2 separate regions of the Drosophila melanogaster genome follow, and region 1 is linked to region 2. The links are chromatin contacts, called in public HiChIP or PLAC-seq maps. All regions are on one chromosome and are shown on one strand. The core of a region is the stretch at or near the end of the contact, and the rest is flanking DNA. Distances in the headings are between cores, read along the strand shown.

What was found. HiChIP or PLAC-seq counts read pairs in DNA pulled down with a chosen protein or histone mark.
Region 1: an H3K27ac HiChIP or PLAC-seq map of the Kc167 cell line shows a contact between it and region 2, with 5 times the contacts expected there. The contact joins the promoter of Efr here to the promoter of rux in region 2. A contact is called at or near these places in 9 of 107 Hi-C or Micro-C datasets (the D17-c3 cell line, the Kc167 cell line, the S2 cell line and 3 more) and 1 of 6 datasets of contacts at active chromatin or transcription factors (the Kc167 cell line).

The regions. Positions count from the first base shown.
Region 1 is chrX:6,214,986-6,222,446 of dm6, reverse strand. Efr (ER GDP-fucose transporter) reads right to left here and starts at 2,490. Exons shown (of 2, transcript NM_132071.3): 1 at 2,030-2,490; 2 at 1-1,067. The coding sequence starts at 1,065. The coding sequence ends at 7. Btnd (Biotinidase) reads left to right here and starts at 3,120. Exons shown (of 2, transcript NM_132070.3): 1 at 3,120-3,212; 2 at 3,366-5,179. The coding sequence starts at 3,153. The coding sequence ends at 4,967.
Region 2 is chrX:6,034,449-6,042,111 of dm6, reverse strand. rux (roughex) reads left to right here and starts at 4,312. Exons shown (of 3, transcript NM_001258611.1): 1 at 4,312-4,354; 2 at 4,994-5,043; 3 at 5,134-6,359. The coding sequence starts at 5,022. The coding sequence ends at 6,119. MCTS1 (Malignant T cell amplified sequence 1) reads right to left here and starts at 4,220. Exons shown (of 4, transcript NM_132060.4): 1 at 4,133-4,220; 2 at 3,919-4,071; 3 at 3,547-3,849; 4 at 2,536-3,236. The coding sequence starts at 4,143. The coding sequence ends at 3,155. It overlaps CG5937, which reads right to left and starts at 2,107. Exons shown (of 9, transcript NM_132061.3): 1 at 2,014-2,107; 2 at 1,326-1,587; 3 at 393-526. The coding sequence starts at 1,410.

The DNA.
Region 1 (7,461 bases), core at 1,241-3,740, 180 kb before region 2:
CGAAGATTACTCCACCTTCTTGGCCAGCGGAGCGGTGTCGAAGTGGGTCTTCCGGCTCGACCTGGCCCGATAGGCGTCCCTCACCTGGTTGATCACATTGGCGAAGAGTATTGTGCCGAAGAATACCAGGATGGTGCCTACCCAATGGTTTAGGGTGAATGGATTCCGGAAATAAATGATCGAGAACAGCAGCGAGACGAACTTGCGCAGGGTGACCACCAGCGTTACGGTTAGCGATGCACATTCGGTGGTCAGAACGTAGACGGCACTGATGCATACATACTGGGTGACCACGTTGCACAGCAGATAGAACAACATCAGCGGGAATTTCCACTCCAGTCCAATGGCTCCCAGCAGTGGCACGGCCACTGGTTCCGATGACCATGCGATACCAAAGTGTTGGACTATATTGCCGGCCATGATCAGAAAACCGGGCAAAGGTAACATGTGCGTAAAGAATAAGGCCTCGCTGGGATGCTTGCCGTATTTCTTGTATATCACCTCCTGGTAGATGCCCATGTAGGCGGTGACCAGCAGGGCGATTGTCAGCAAGCCAATACCCACCGTCCACCAGAAGAAATCGGAGTAGGATGTATCCACCTTGAGGCTGTGATGTGTATTATCCTTGACATCGCCACTGGAGACCAGAGTGCACAATATAATGCCAGCCGTGATCATGGCCACGGAGCTGTACTGTCGCAGATTGTAGCGCTTCTTCAGCAGCACAATGCCCATGATCATGTTGGCCATCAGTGATCCGCTACGGAAGATCATGTGCAGCGGCATGGGTATGTTAAAGTTGAAGGCATAGTTATTGCAAACGTTCGCCCCAAAGAACAGGGCCACCAGGATGACGTAGTCCTTCAGCGCAATCTTCGGTCGCACCGTAAAGAACTTGGAGGTGAAGACCAGACCCTCCAGCGCGATGAACAGGAATTGGGCGAAGGTGATCAGGTTACCCGCTCCCGGATCGATTTGAATGATCAGCTCCAGAAAGACCACGTTGCTGCAGCAGCCGATGAACACGAACAGCATGCCCAGCAGGGCCTTCAGGTTCAGAGCCATATCTGAAAGATAAATATGTATATGTTTAGAAATTTTAAAAATATGAATGGTTATAGGCTATTAAAATCCAGCATCTTGACAATCGATGTTAGAGTACGTGTTCAATTTTAAATTTTTTTTAAACTTTTTGTCAAGTGTGTTTTTTTTTTCATTTTGTTTTCTAGCATGTAAAACATTCCGTGCTATCTGTTATCTTAAAGGGGTAATAAGTAGGTACGTATGTACACACATGCACGTAAATTGTTTTATACATTCGCAAAACATTGCCATGATTACGAAGCAATTTGATTTCCACTAAATTTTGCTCTGATTATGCTAAAAAAGAGTTTAGCACTATTAATAAATCAATCTGTTTTGAATATATTACTACTAACTGATGAAATTATTTATTTAAATTATTGTTAATTTGCAATTCAGCAATTCAGAGCTATTAAATTTCAGTCGTACGTCGTATGTGCAAAGCACACGGGGATACCGAAGAAAAACATACATTAGCATAAATTATTATACTTATTCTTTGCGCATTGTGAATGCATATGAAGCTAATCATTTGGCTCCGAGATTTATTAATCACGATAGCTAACAGTTATAGGAGATATAAAATTTGCATAAAATGCTTACCAAAAATAGAACTGATCGTAAACAAAGCTATTTTAAAGTGGTCTTTTTTGGTGAAATTAATGACAGTTTTATTCACTTTTTTACTAAGCTTATGCGGTACTAATTTTTATTGAAATATTAAGATTCTTTATCGATGGCTGGTAGCAGATCGATTTTTTCGATATATATAATCGAATTCTGGTTTTTACTGGAAGGGTATTTCCAAGGTCGGTGGGTGAGTGTAGATCGCAGCCCGCTCAGCGTTAGTCGGCAATTTGGACAATTGTCACGTTGCCGATAAGAACTATGCGAATTGTTTAATTTAAACTGAACAAAAACGACAATCGTTATCGGCGTTACTTACCTTCGCAATGGGATATATTCTAATCCGCGGGATGTGCGAGTTACGAATGCCTGTGGATTGTCCGGTTTAATGACGGATCTCGGATCTCGATTCTTTTGTCTCACTGGCGGGATGTCGAGAATCAAGATCGATTATATCAGTTGCTTGCTGTATAAACACTGCTCGCACACATATGTACACACACGAACGCACATGAGGGCGATTAGAACATGAATATGCACCAACACCAACCTGCGAATCAATTATCTCGCTCTTTCGCAGCGCGACCTTCACCGTTTTTCTATCTCTCTCGCTCGCCTATGGGCTCTCCTTGGAATGGCGTTTACCGTTCGTTGGGCGCATTGGAACTGTGGTAATTGGTTTTTTGGTAGCTCGCTAATAACCGTTAACAACTTGATTACAATCTTAATGTTTTGTTGTAGTTGCTGCCGCGTGCTGTTGTTGTTGAACAGCTGAAGATTGCTGCTGCTGGTGTGACCAGCTATTGGTGGTTGGTCGAAAAAAGCTGTTAGTTCGGGCAGAGCTTTAAGTTTGGGGCGACAATCGATATCGCGTGCAACAATTATCGAGAATCGAATTTGAATATTTAAGTTTAGAACATCCGGAGGTGTTTATATAATTTATTTGTTTTATGGAATTAAATATTACAAAAAAAAAAAAAAAAAAAAAAAAATACTGTTAGTCTAATTTGTGAATTGGAGACTATAAAGAGCAGCGTTAGGCAGGCACTTTAGGTTCGTCATTTTTCCGCATATCTTATCATATCATAACTGCTTTGACCAAACAAATCTGATACCTCAATTAATTGCTATCTTTTATGTCTTATTTTTAGTGTCTTCGTTTAAACACCTCGGCCAAGAAATCATTAACCCCTTGTTGACTAGCATACATTGTATATGAAACAGCACAGATAAGAGTCATATGAATAATTGGGGCTCTTATCTGCCGAAATGCATAATCTCATTGTATCCACCATCATCATTATTCGCCCGTAAAATAAAATGCCTATATGTAAGATAGTGAGATTTCTTTCTTGGCCCTGCACTTGATTCTTGATGCGTAGTCTTCGTTTTTGGCAAAGATCTCGATGTTTTGGCATTTGGATTTCGGCCGACGTTCCATTATGAAGTCGATTCAATTGAGTTTTCTACTCTTGTCAGTGCTCTTCAGCAGTTCGCATCAGGTAAATTTGGGTTTAGTACATATTTTAACTTGCATAGAACTCAAAAAAAAATTGGTTCACCTTGTCGTATACGTAACGTTTCCTAACATTCATAACTTCAACGCAATATTGCTATTCCAATGACAAAAGATATTATCTATATTCTCACCATAGCTTTCCAAGCCGGAAGATCCAACCTATACGGCAGCAGTGGTGGAGCACAGCCAGCCAGTGGGCGATTCTCCGCGTGCACGCACCACCTCAGCTTCGGAATCCTTTCAAAAGATCATCCGTGAAGTCGGCGATGTGGACATCATAGTGTTTCCCGAGCACATACTCAATAGTCAGGCCACAGCCACTTTTGTGCCCCATGAGTCGCAGAACATAACGCCCTGCTACCAAACGGACTATGAGCTCTTCCTCATCGAGCTATCCTGCTCGGCGAGGGCTAACCACCTGTATGTGGTCATAAACGTGGTGGAGAAGGAACTGTGTGCCCATGGAGCTGGTTCTGACACCTACAATCCTTGTCCATCGTCTGGCGTTCGGTACTTCAACACAAATGTCGTGTTCGATCGAAGGGGCAGGATTGTCTCGCGTTACAGAAAAACCCATTTGTGGCGACACGAGTATGTCTCGACATCAGTGCTCCGATCTCCGGATATATCCATCTTTAGGACAGACTTTGGCGTAACCTTTGGTCATTTCATCTGCTTCGACATGTTGTTCTATGATCCGGCGATGAAATTGGTGAAGGAGCACAAGATCACGGACATCGTGTATCCAACCTATTGGTTCTCGGAATTGCCATTCCTTGGCGCTGTACAACTCCAAGAGGGTTGGGCATTTGGTAATGATGTTAATGTTCTAGCCGCAGATGCCAGTAATCCCGATGGACGCACTTCCGGATCGGGTATCTATGCAGGACGCGGTGGCCGATTGGTGGCGGAGATTTTCGAGCAGCCCACCACTAAGTTGCTGATTGCGGAGGTGCCGAAGAGGGAACATGGCCAACTGGCACCCACTTTTACGCCGATCTTCGAGCCGCAGAGGAAAACGCAAAGATTGACTGGCCTGGCCACGTACCGGGATAATAATGTGGATATATTCGAAAGTGAATTGTTGGACGATGATTTTCTGAGTTTCGAACGCCAGTTGTGCCATGGCAGCTTTTGCTGTACCTTCTCCATCGAACGAAAGGTCACCAGTGCCGCGGAGAACGAGTTGCCCTCCAGTGGGGCCAAGTCATATCGCTATAGGATCGGCGTCTACTGGGGCAACGAGACCACCGTCATTGGCGTGGATCGCACGGAGCAGGCAACTTGTGCACTCTTTGCCTGCACGGATGTGCGTCTCGCGAGTTGTGGCTACATCTATCCGGAGAACGAGGAGGTCATCAATACGCATCATTTCACCAAGCTGAGTATCTCGGGCAATTTTCCAGCTGCTCCACGTGGCCGACGATTGATCATGCCCAGCTCCTTGAATGCTCTATTTCTGCCCGTTTCGGTTTCCGATTATGAATGGATTGAATCACCAGAGGCGGCGAATAATCTAGACAAGACAATATTGGTCGATTTGAAACTAGCGAAGGCACAGAACGATCTGCTAACCTTTGCCATTTGGGCCAACTACTACACCGATATACCCAGCACTCACAACTTGGATCACATGCAGCCGAATGGAACTCAGTCCAATCCTTCGACTTCCGCATCCTCGACAGTTTCGGCATTCTGGATTTTATGTGTCCTCAACTGTTTCATCAGCGTATTATAGATTACTAGTTGGAAATACGTTAGCCCGTTCACTTTCTGACTCAAATGTTATATTTAGTCAGATTTTTTTTTTTTTTTGCTTATCTGAACACCAAAATAAATGTAGAGCAACCAAAATTTTATAACTCCTCATAAGAACGAAATGCCTCACTAAGCCAGAGTAATAAAAGTTTTGTAGATTTTAAATTTTTCAAATTTAAAGAAACTGAAGGCAATACAAGAATTTCAATTCAAATGCATTCATTTGCTTAAAACTTGCATCTATTGCTTGGGAGCAGCTCGATGGTAGGTAAACTATAGGCTAAGGAAATTCAATAGGATTAACGCACAGATTTCCCAAGAACCGAGATGAAAAAGTGCAGATTTTCCATAAGTGCAAATTTCACCAGAATTCGACCAGCTCCAAGCGGATGCATTTCTTGCGAACTGACCGTTACTTTCACAGTCGTTCGTAAGTCTCCACTTGGAGTCGTTTATTATTTGAATGAAAGCAGTAGCACAACCACCCACCGCCCACGGCCCTCTGGCGACCGAGCGGGCGACGAACGACCTTGTGGAGATTTGCTTCCAGCGCAGGCGCTTCAAGGACCTCTGCCAGCGTTGTTTGCATTTCCAACAGGTAGCGACGTCGACGTCGACGTCAAAGTCCATGCAACAGTGGCCGCCGTTTATAATGAGCCAAGGCCGATGGTGCGCGGAGGGGGGGGGGAGGGGGAGAGGCGGCTGAAGTGGGTCGGCTGGGTGGTGGGTTGGGTTTTTGGCAATGCTCATCTCCCACACACACACACACTCACACACACGCGCGCATCAATGTAGCATCTTCAATGACAACGACGACGACTTCTCCGCGGGAGAATCCTGCTGGACAGGATTCACGCTGTGACTTTCCATGCGATTTAACATCATTTGCTTGCCGATGCCGCACCGTCACCTGCCACGCCTCCCGCACTTCCGCCCATCGCTAAGAAGAAGCAAGCAAATCAAAAAGGAAATACAAAATGAACTTTCTACGAATCCCGAAAACGGTGCACAGCAACAAGAATGAAACTAGTGTCGAAAAGAAAGTCAAAAAGTGTTTAAAAAGGAGTTGAAAACTTTAATATTACCACTTTTTAGCAATGTTTAATTTGTTAGAATATCCTATTAAATGTTAACAAATTTCTTTGATTTTATTTCAATTTTTGATGTTGGGGCTGAGTACGCTGTTTGCAATTGAGAATTATACATAATGCTACCCCTTCACGCCCCTTTGCGTAATTTCCCTCCATTTATTTTAAGCCCCCCCCCCTCTTTTTACCGTTATTTTTTTCATTACGCCCCCCCCCCCCCCCCTTCAGCCGTTCAATTCGATTCCCAGGTCTTGGCAAACATTTTTTTCTTTTTTTTTGTTTAGCACAAAAATCAAAAACTTTGAGCTCTCTCCGCTTTTTAGGGACGCTATAGGGACACCACCACGGGTGGTGGTTTTAGGGTGGCTCTGGGTGGTTTTAGGATGGCTCGTTTTGGCTGAGGGTGGTGCCACTGTTGCTGTTGTGGCACCTGCCACTTGAAAATTCCACACGGCTTCTGTTACATTTTGATTTATTTGCTGAAATTTATTGTTAAAGTGAATGGAGGCGCAAAAGTTGCCTGCGAAGAGGGGTGGGGGTGGTTGGCGGTGGTGTTGTTGCTGAATTTGAGTGTAGTTTCAGTGGGTGGTGGTTGGGCGCTTATGTATAACAGGTGTTGAAGTGTAGGTGAAGTCCGCCGTCGCAACCATAAAATATCTGGCCGCACTGGCTTCTCTACTTTCCTTTTTCTTGTGGCTCAACTGCGACCTGTCGAGAGGTAGCAACGAGGAAGGATTCTCAATCAGAATCAGTTCCAGTCATTGACACACACACACCCACACACACACACCCACACACACACACCCACACACACACACCCGCACAGAAGGGCGCCGCATTAGCAACTAACCGCATTCGGAACTGGGAACCAATTCGATTCCCATCCTCCTGGCCACACAGTGCACAAAATTGAAAGGTAAAGATAGGCGAATTCTGCAACAATGCTAATTTCCTACGCAAATTCTTCAGCCATGTTACTTCTTTCAGTATTTCTTAATTATATCATTGACTAAATCGAGTATTAATTAGAACGGAAGTGGCCATTTTCCAAGGCTATATTTCAGCTTTCGAGACACGGGAATTCTACAATTACAATTTTCCTTTCTTGTTTTTAGATTTTTTAACATTCTCTCCTTTTTTTGCTGTGCATTTACCTTTTCGCCACCTCCGTATCGCCAGTGCTACAGTCACTTCCCTGAGGTCTCAGGCAGAACTGATTGAATTGAATATCAGTTTTCAGCTGGCACAGCTCCCCAGATTGCCACGCCCCCCCCCCACCCGTTCCGCTCGTGCCATTTGAATTTGAATAGAAATGATTTCACTTGATTTTCATATTTTTATTATGTTCCCGCCGGGCTCACCTGGCACACAAACAAACAAACACAC
Region 2 (7,663 bases), core at 3,063-5,562:
AGCAAATGGGCAAGCAAATCCGGAATTATTGATTACCATGTTGTTAACCAGTCATAAACAAAAGTCACATCCGACCCCGGAGGACACTCAGCAATTAGTCGATTCCGCCCGTTGCCCACCAATGCCCCAATGGCGCACATATGCCAAATGCTATACGCCCATATGCCACATGCCACATGCCATCTCCCATGTCCCAAATCCCATTGCCCGTGTCTTTTGTTCGGTGAGCAGTGTGTGCATATGGAATGATAAATCCGTTTTGTTCGCCGGAAGTTCCGGCCGGAAAATGTGTGTCAGTGGTTGTTATGGCCATTGTTAGCCCACAGTCCCATTACCATTTTCCCAGTTTACTGCCCCTTCCGATAATCGCCGTTTCCGGACGGTGCACTTACATGGAGGCCGTTGAGTCCCATCGTGATGAACTTGGGTCGCTTTGTGTCCAGCGCCATCTGCAGAGCGGTAAAGCAAACGGAGCGCAGCTCGTGCGACGGATCTCGGTGGATTCCATGCTGGCGGTACAGCTTATCTGCAGGGTTAACAAAATTGGGTCATTATTTAGGCGGTATTAGTGACAAGTATGTATGTATGTACATATGTATATGAAAAAATAATGTCTTTATCAACTGCAAATCGTAAATTGTAATATCTTCTGCTCTTAATAGCGCGAGCAAAAAGTTACATTCCTATTCGGTGGCAAATCGGCGCGATTAACGTTTATCGCCTTGGGCACACAAGTATGTGTATGTAGCTACTGCATGCAGTAAAATCTGTCCCGATAAGCGAACGGAAACGGTGCGGGGAGTTCCACGCTCCACCATCCGCAAATCGTTGCCTACTTTCCTGCATCGCTGACCGCGAAATCTCCCACACATCGTTACCTACTTTCCTGCAACACCACGCAGGAAAACACAATAAGAGGCTACAAAACCGAGCTTTCGAAGAAATCTAAATAATATTCTGTTATCCCCTTTATGTGAAAATATATACAATAATTTTATCACCATAATAAATTTACGATTTTCAATTTATAATGCACTTATTATTAATATAACAACTTATAGATGTAATGTAATGAAAATCCAAATCTTTGCCGAAACTTAAGTGCCGTGCTGAAGAGGTGAAGGGCATTGCACAAAGGAAGTGGCAACTAACGGTAAACAACAAACATTGGCGGGCAAGGGAAAGCGAGAAAGGAAGTTAGAAAATGGCAATAATCTCGTTCGTTCTCTCGCTCTCTGCCTCTCTCTTTCTTTCCCACTTTCACCGTGCTAACTGCAAACGGAGTTCACACATATTGCAAAAAGGAAAAGAGCAAGAAAACTCACCGTAAGCGATTTGCGCCGTTTGCCGCAGCGCATTGTGTTTAGTGCCCGTTGACTCCTTGATAATGAGCAAAAAGAGGTCCTCCATATTGCCCGTCTCTTTCTAAGCCTCTCTGTAGTTGTGTGCGTTTGTGTGGGCCAAATGTCGCTCTGGTGGTGTGCGTGCGTTTATGTCGCTGCTTCAGGCGATTCCGCTTGCTGTGGTTGTTGCTTCGCCCTTGCACGCCATCATTGGTAGTAACAACAACAACAACTCAATTAGCGCCTAAAAAATTGGTAGTAAAATCAATACAAACGAAGATAATAACAATAGAGCAACGGTGAAGAATGATTGTATACATATGTTATGTTGCCGCCATATGTATGCACACACATACACATACGCACTGGCACTTACACACATAACGGAAAGTTTCAATGTGGCGTTTTCGCGTCACGTCACTTTTGCACTTCTCAAAAACTTGTGCACACTCATTGCAATTGTGCACCTTCGAAAAGTTCAAACAGTGTGTATCCGTTTTCCTTGAAAAACTTTTCCTACTTTCACACATACACACACACGAACACATGTACAGGCGAACAATGCACCAGGCAATTGCAACGGTACTTCTTTTATAAATTAAATCCATATGTCAGGCGATATCCACTGCCCCACAAGCACTTTCCACAGCGATTACTCATCTGAAATTACCATTTCTTGCAATGGAAAAGGTCCATAGTCCTTGGTAACGGTATCCAGCCACCACTTGTGGTTTTTCCCTATGTTTTCCACCGTTATTCCGAACTTTACTTTCTGTTTTTTTTTTCGTTTTTCTTCTTGCCTTTCCGGGGAAATATGCACTGCACTTGCCGTTGGATGCGTCAAATGCTGTGTGACGCGAAAGGAAAGCACTTTCTCCATTTACGGCGGAGTGCGCCGTACCGTTATCATTGCGCATGCCTGCCAGTCAGCTGTTCGATTGTACCGTTTATCGGTCAGCTGAAAGTTTGGAAAAACCAGGGCGGCGGGCACAGTTTGAAAGAAGAGCATTACGCCCCATGAAAAACCTATGTAGTTTCTATACCTCAAGCCGCATACCCAATTGCATATAGAATGGGAAAACTTCACACTCCTATTTTACGTGCGGCAGTAAAAGACGCCACAAAGTATGCTATGTTATTCAAGAGTTTGCTATGGTTTTACAATAGATACCCATACAAAAATTACTTAGTTCCACGTATTGCGAAGCTTTATTTCAATAATTTTGAAGTAAAACTACTAAAAATTATAATATTACAAATAATAAATTGTGTACATTTAGTTATAAGCTCTTTTTTGTATACAATCTTTTCGTGTATTCACAAGTGCCCGGATATCAACTATAACCTTGAAATGTTTGTATGAGTTGTTCGCAGCCCTGGCAAACTTTAAGCTACAGGCCTTGTTTCGTTGCTCTTTAGACTAATCAATAAACAAAAGGAGTCACAGTTATTCAGTCACTCTTAAAATAAGAGCTAACAGAATGAAGACCGCCAAACAGAAGACTCAATGTTCAGTCATACCTGCCGAATCCGATTAAAATGCTCAAATTTAGATCCACTGGACACCTTTCACCTGGACCACTGGTCTCCACAGGTGGTTGGTTTTCTTTTTCAGTACTCTCTCTTTCAATCCCTCTCTGCTCGCTTGAAATGCCATTAATTATATTTCGCAATGTTTTAAATAGTTTAACTGACAGAGTAAAATTAGTAGAAAAAAATAATAATCAGGACTCAGTTGCGTATATCAAAAACCATTCTTTGCTCTCATGACATAGAAGACTAAAAAGTGCAAGTGCAGATTCCTATTTCGCCTACTTCACGGGCTTCGACTTCCACAGGCCGTCGTTGAGGAAGTGGTACGTCTCGATACCGATGCCTTTGTTCTTCGCCAGACTGTGGAAAAGTCAAGAGAAAAGAAAGATGTTCATGGTTTATTCAAATTTAAAAAATATGCACACGGCTCAGCAAATTGGTAACATTGTCCATTTATGATTATTCTTTCACAATTTGATTTTTCCAAGCTCAAGAATATTTCAAAGTTACAAAGCTTTACCATATTTAACCTAGCAACAAACTACTACGTTTGTATTATAAAACAATGTCAAAGACGAACATTTAAACACATTTAAGTAAACTAAATGCAAGCATATAAATTAATATTCTTAGATATTAACTACTAAAGAAGTGGTAGAAGCACACTTACATTTCCTGTGTGGATAACGTGAGGAGTCCAACGGCCAGGGCGTGCTCCTTGCCCTCAGCCATGATGGCCACCACGGTGTCCTTGTCGGCCGGCGTCATACAGGCGCCTGGCGATGTGAGGCCGGGACACATGACGTTCGCTCCGCTCAGGACGAAGCGGATGGCGCCTTTGTCCACTTGCTGCATGGTCACGAAGTAGGGGAACTTGTGCAGGAGGCGCAGGGTAGGCATCCAGGGGCCATCGCGGTGGCGAAAGAACACCTGGTCGCCGGCTCCGTTTAGCAGCAGTTCGATGTGGTCATGGCTGGTGGAGGAGTAGGGATCGGGAATATGAATGGAGTTATGTGCTGTGGCAAGAACTGAGCCATCCTACCACTTGGCGATGCGGTACGAGTCCTTCTTGGGCAGGATCAGGTCGATGTGACTCTCCAACTTGGGATAGGCCTCCAGCAACTTGGCACGTATGCCCTTCTGCACAGACGACTTCAGCTGCTGAATGCTGGAAATGCTGTCCTTCTCTTCGAATCTGCACAGATCGAATTGCTATGGTTAGTCTGATGTCCCCATCTAACTCATGCCATACGTACTTTTTGAACATTTTGCACGATTTCCTTGCGTTCTTTTTTCGTGGTCGACGGTGCTAATCCGTCTTCAATGTATGATAGAAGGTATCGGTTAGAGGTGGAGAAACATCGATGCCAACTCGATGTCATCGATGTTTTCGAAAAATCACAAGCATCGATGTGTTTCGAGGAATCATCGATGGTTTTCCATCGATACTGCGCATCGGAGATAAAAGTGTATAAATTGTACGTAAAAATTAATTTTCCATAAACGTGTAAGCGTGCACGTGCTCGTATGTATACTGGCTTACTTATCCATTGAATTGGACTAATTAGTATTTTTGTTTTATGGGAGCACTTACTGGACCGGCGACGTATGAAAAGCAATATTATGTTAGCAATATTAAAGAAGAAAATAATTCTTAAGTTGTAAACGACTAAGTCTGCCAAAGATCGATGTTTTTCGCCAAACACATCGAAAACATTGAGTCCGCCAACATCGATGTTTCTCCACCTCTAGTATCGGTTATAGAGCTTGGCCCGCTGTGCGGTGTGACCAGTTCTCAGCGGAATGCCAACTATCGCCCCTCAAGTGTGCATGCGATATATGGTATTAACAATTAACGTTTAAATAAAAATCAAACAATATTAATAGACTTAACAGATTAAAGTAATGTGATTTTTACAAGTACAACTAACGTAAAGATTTATCGGGACAACAGTAGCCGAATTACAAGTAGGCGCTGACCCCTGACCCCTCGAGCCGATAGCTAGCGTCACTTTCAACACTGGCCGATATGGCATATTACCAAAACATTGTTGTATCAACAACATAGTGTCCAAGTCGAATTGTATATATTGTAAATTATATTTATTTTTTATAAGCGCAATCGCATGAAAATACTTGAAGGAAATGAGCGCTCCAGAAGAACATAGTAAGTGGCAAACCAACGGATAACAGCTGTATGCGATTGGGCTGATCAATAGGAATCGCATCGCATCTCATCCGCTTGCTTTATTTTCAGAGGAGACGCCTTTGGAGGTGATCCATGAGTTCATCAATGGCGTAGATGATGGGACCATACGCCGCGACCTGGGGGAGGACTGCATCCTCAGCTTCTACAGTCGAAATGTGCGTGGCGCCAAGGCAATCACCGGATTTTTGAGAAACCAGTTGACAATGCGCTACAAGCACGAGGGATTCGAGGAAGCAGCACAAATTGAGTGGGGCGACGAACTTCTGCTGAAGGCGCGCTTCGGCAGATCGTTTGACTCGGAACGTCGTCGCATCTACGAGGAGAAGGAGCGCACAGGCACCACTCTGCATGTGCGTCCAGAGAGCGATGACGAGGAGGTAAATGAAAAGTTTTCCTCAACCCTGATCACACCGCCCCGTCCATCGAGCTACAATTTGAACTCCCTGAAGTATGTGGAGGCGTGTGGCCTGTTGAACAAGCGTAATGAACATATCTACGGCGGCCTGGACATGGGCGAGTCATGCGCGGTCCACCTTACTTTGGGCTATCGGAGCACCTTTCTGCCCGGCGGTCAAGTGAGCGGCTTTGAAATCTGCCTGGCTGTCTACGATCGGGGTCTGACAAGCCTCAAACGATCCACTCTGATTCCGCCACTGTGCAGCATTTCCTTTGCACGACGGGCCAGCGCCCGATGTAATCCAACCACCGATGATGAGGAGGATACCGAGGAGGATTCAACGCCGCCAACAGCGAGGCGCTGCGTGCGTCGTACTTTATTTACAGAGGAGAACACTCAGAAAGAAGAGGATGCCGATTTCATACCCGTGGTGGAGCAAGAGCAGCCAGCACCGCAGGAGCAGCCAGCACCGCAGCAGGCTGAGGAGACTGGCGAGGTAGTGATCCCCGTAGATATATCCACAGCCTTGAAGACCACAAATTTCAGCAGCTGTACACCGAGGAAACGACAACAGGCAACCAATGGCAACGAAGTAGTGCGTAAACGTGCGACGGGACCAAGGCGGATGCGTTTCTAGACCGGACAGATATTTAAACAGCTATAGTCCCTAGTTGCTTTTCCAAATTTACGTAGCACAATTATTTTCTTTGGCTTTCGAGGATACCCGACAAATTTCCGTAATTATTTGAACAAGACTGATTGCACCCGCTTTGGTTCCGCTTCCTGGGACCCCGCGTCGCGCTAGGCTAAACTACAATATGTATTGTTTTACATAATCCCCTGTATTTATTTGTGTATTAAAGTTCAATGTTTATTTAAGCCAATCTTTTCTTACCGTTAGTTTTTAGTTGCCTTATTACAAAAAAATGCATCTGATGGGGTGATATTGTTGAATATTTAATTTCAAGTTGAATATCGAGTATGCATGCATATCAGTTAGTCAATGGAATGAAATGGTTAACAGAGGTAAAATAAAAACGTTTACTCATTTCTCAATGTCAAATGTTTCTGGTTTGTGCCTCGGCTAGATCAGTTTTTCACAACCGTTCCCAGTAACTGAGACCGCTATTGGTGTATAGGAAAATCAGGCGAACTATAAAATAGTTTCTATAAACTGCGAGTGTTAGTTACTTAGTCATTTAATATGATGTTCTAAAGGCACAAGTGCAAGTAGAAAAATTGATAAAAGCCAAGAAAATCAAGAAAACTTTTCATTGCATCACGTCAACTTTATAAAATTGATTCAATAAATTGTTGAATATAAATCCTGGCAACTTGAGATGCCATAAATATGGGCTTCTGAAATGTTGTATATGACATAAGGCCATCGATGCCTTCGTGAATAATGCCTGACATACTATATAGCCGGCTAATACCGGCAGAGATCAGACGTGAGAGAACCTAATAAATCGTCGCTCCTGTTGTCGCCACTCTCAAGTGGGTGGGCTTATTCGGCAGGTCTATTTTCGTACCGCCAGGGGGAAAAATTGGATGGGAAATAGAAAGAAAATCCATTTGATTAAAACGGTATGCCGGGGCGGGAAAATCGTAAGCAGAGGGTGGTTCGCTAGCTGGTTCGCATTAAGACATCAAATAGACAACAAAGTGAGCGCTTGGTGGGGTCTCAACGTTCTGGATGTGCTCTCTGGACCCGGCCCAAAACCCCGAGAGCAGTTCGAATCGTTAAGCCAGCCAAGTGGAAAAGGCAGACTCCTTCTCCTCATCCTCACTATCCTCCCCATTCTCCTCCACCTCATCATCTTCCTCCACCTGCTCTTCCTGCTCTCTGGTGCTTGAAATTAGATTTCTGCCGTTGGTCGGCATTCGTTACGAGGTTTACGGCGGCACACGCTCTGAAATTCACCAGTCATACGATTCGCATACACTCAAATATGGGAAAGTAACATATTAGGTACTTAAAGTTAAGAACTATTGCCTAATACAAACTCTTTATACACCGAAACTCTTTTGAGCTCTATATGTAGTTTTGGAAGTTGTAACACTTATTAAATAACCTTTTTAATGTATGCTACACAAAATAAGTAACGATACATACACCTTAAATGGTTAGTTATTCGGTCAGCTGTTCCGCTTTACTTTTTTATTTCGAGTGTAGTTGGG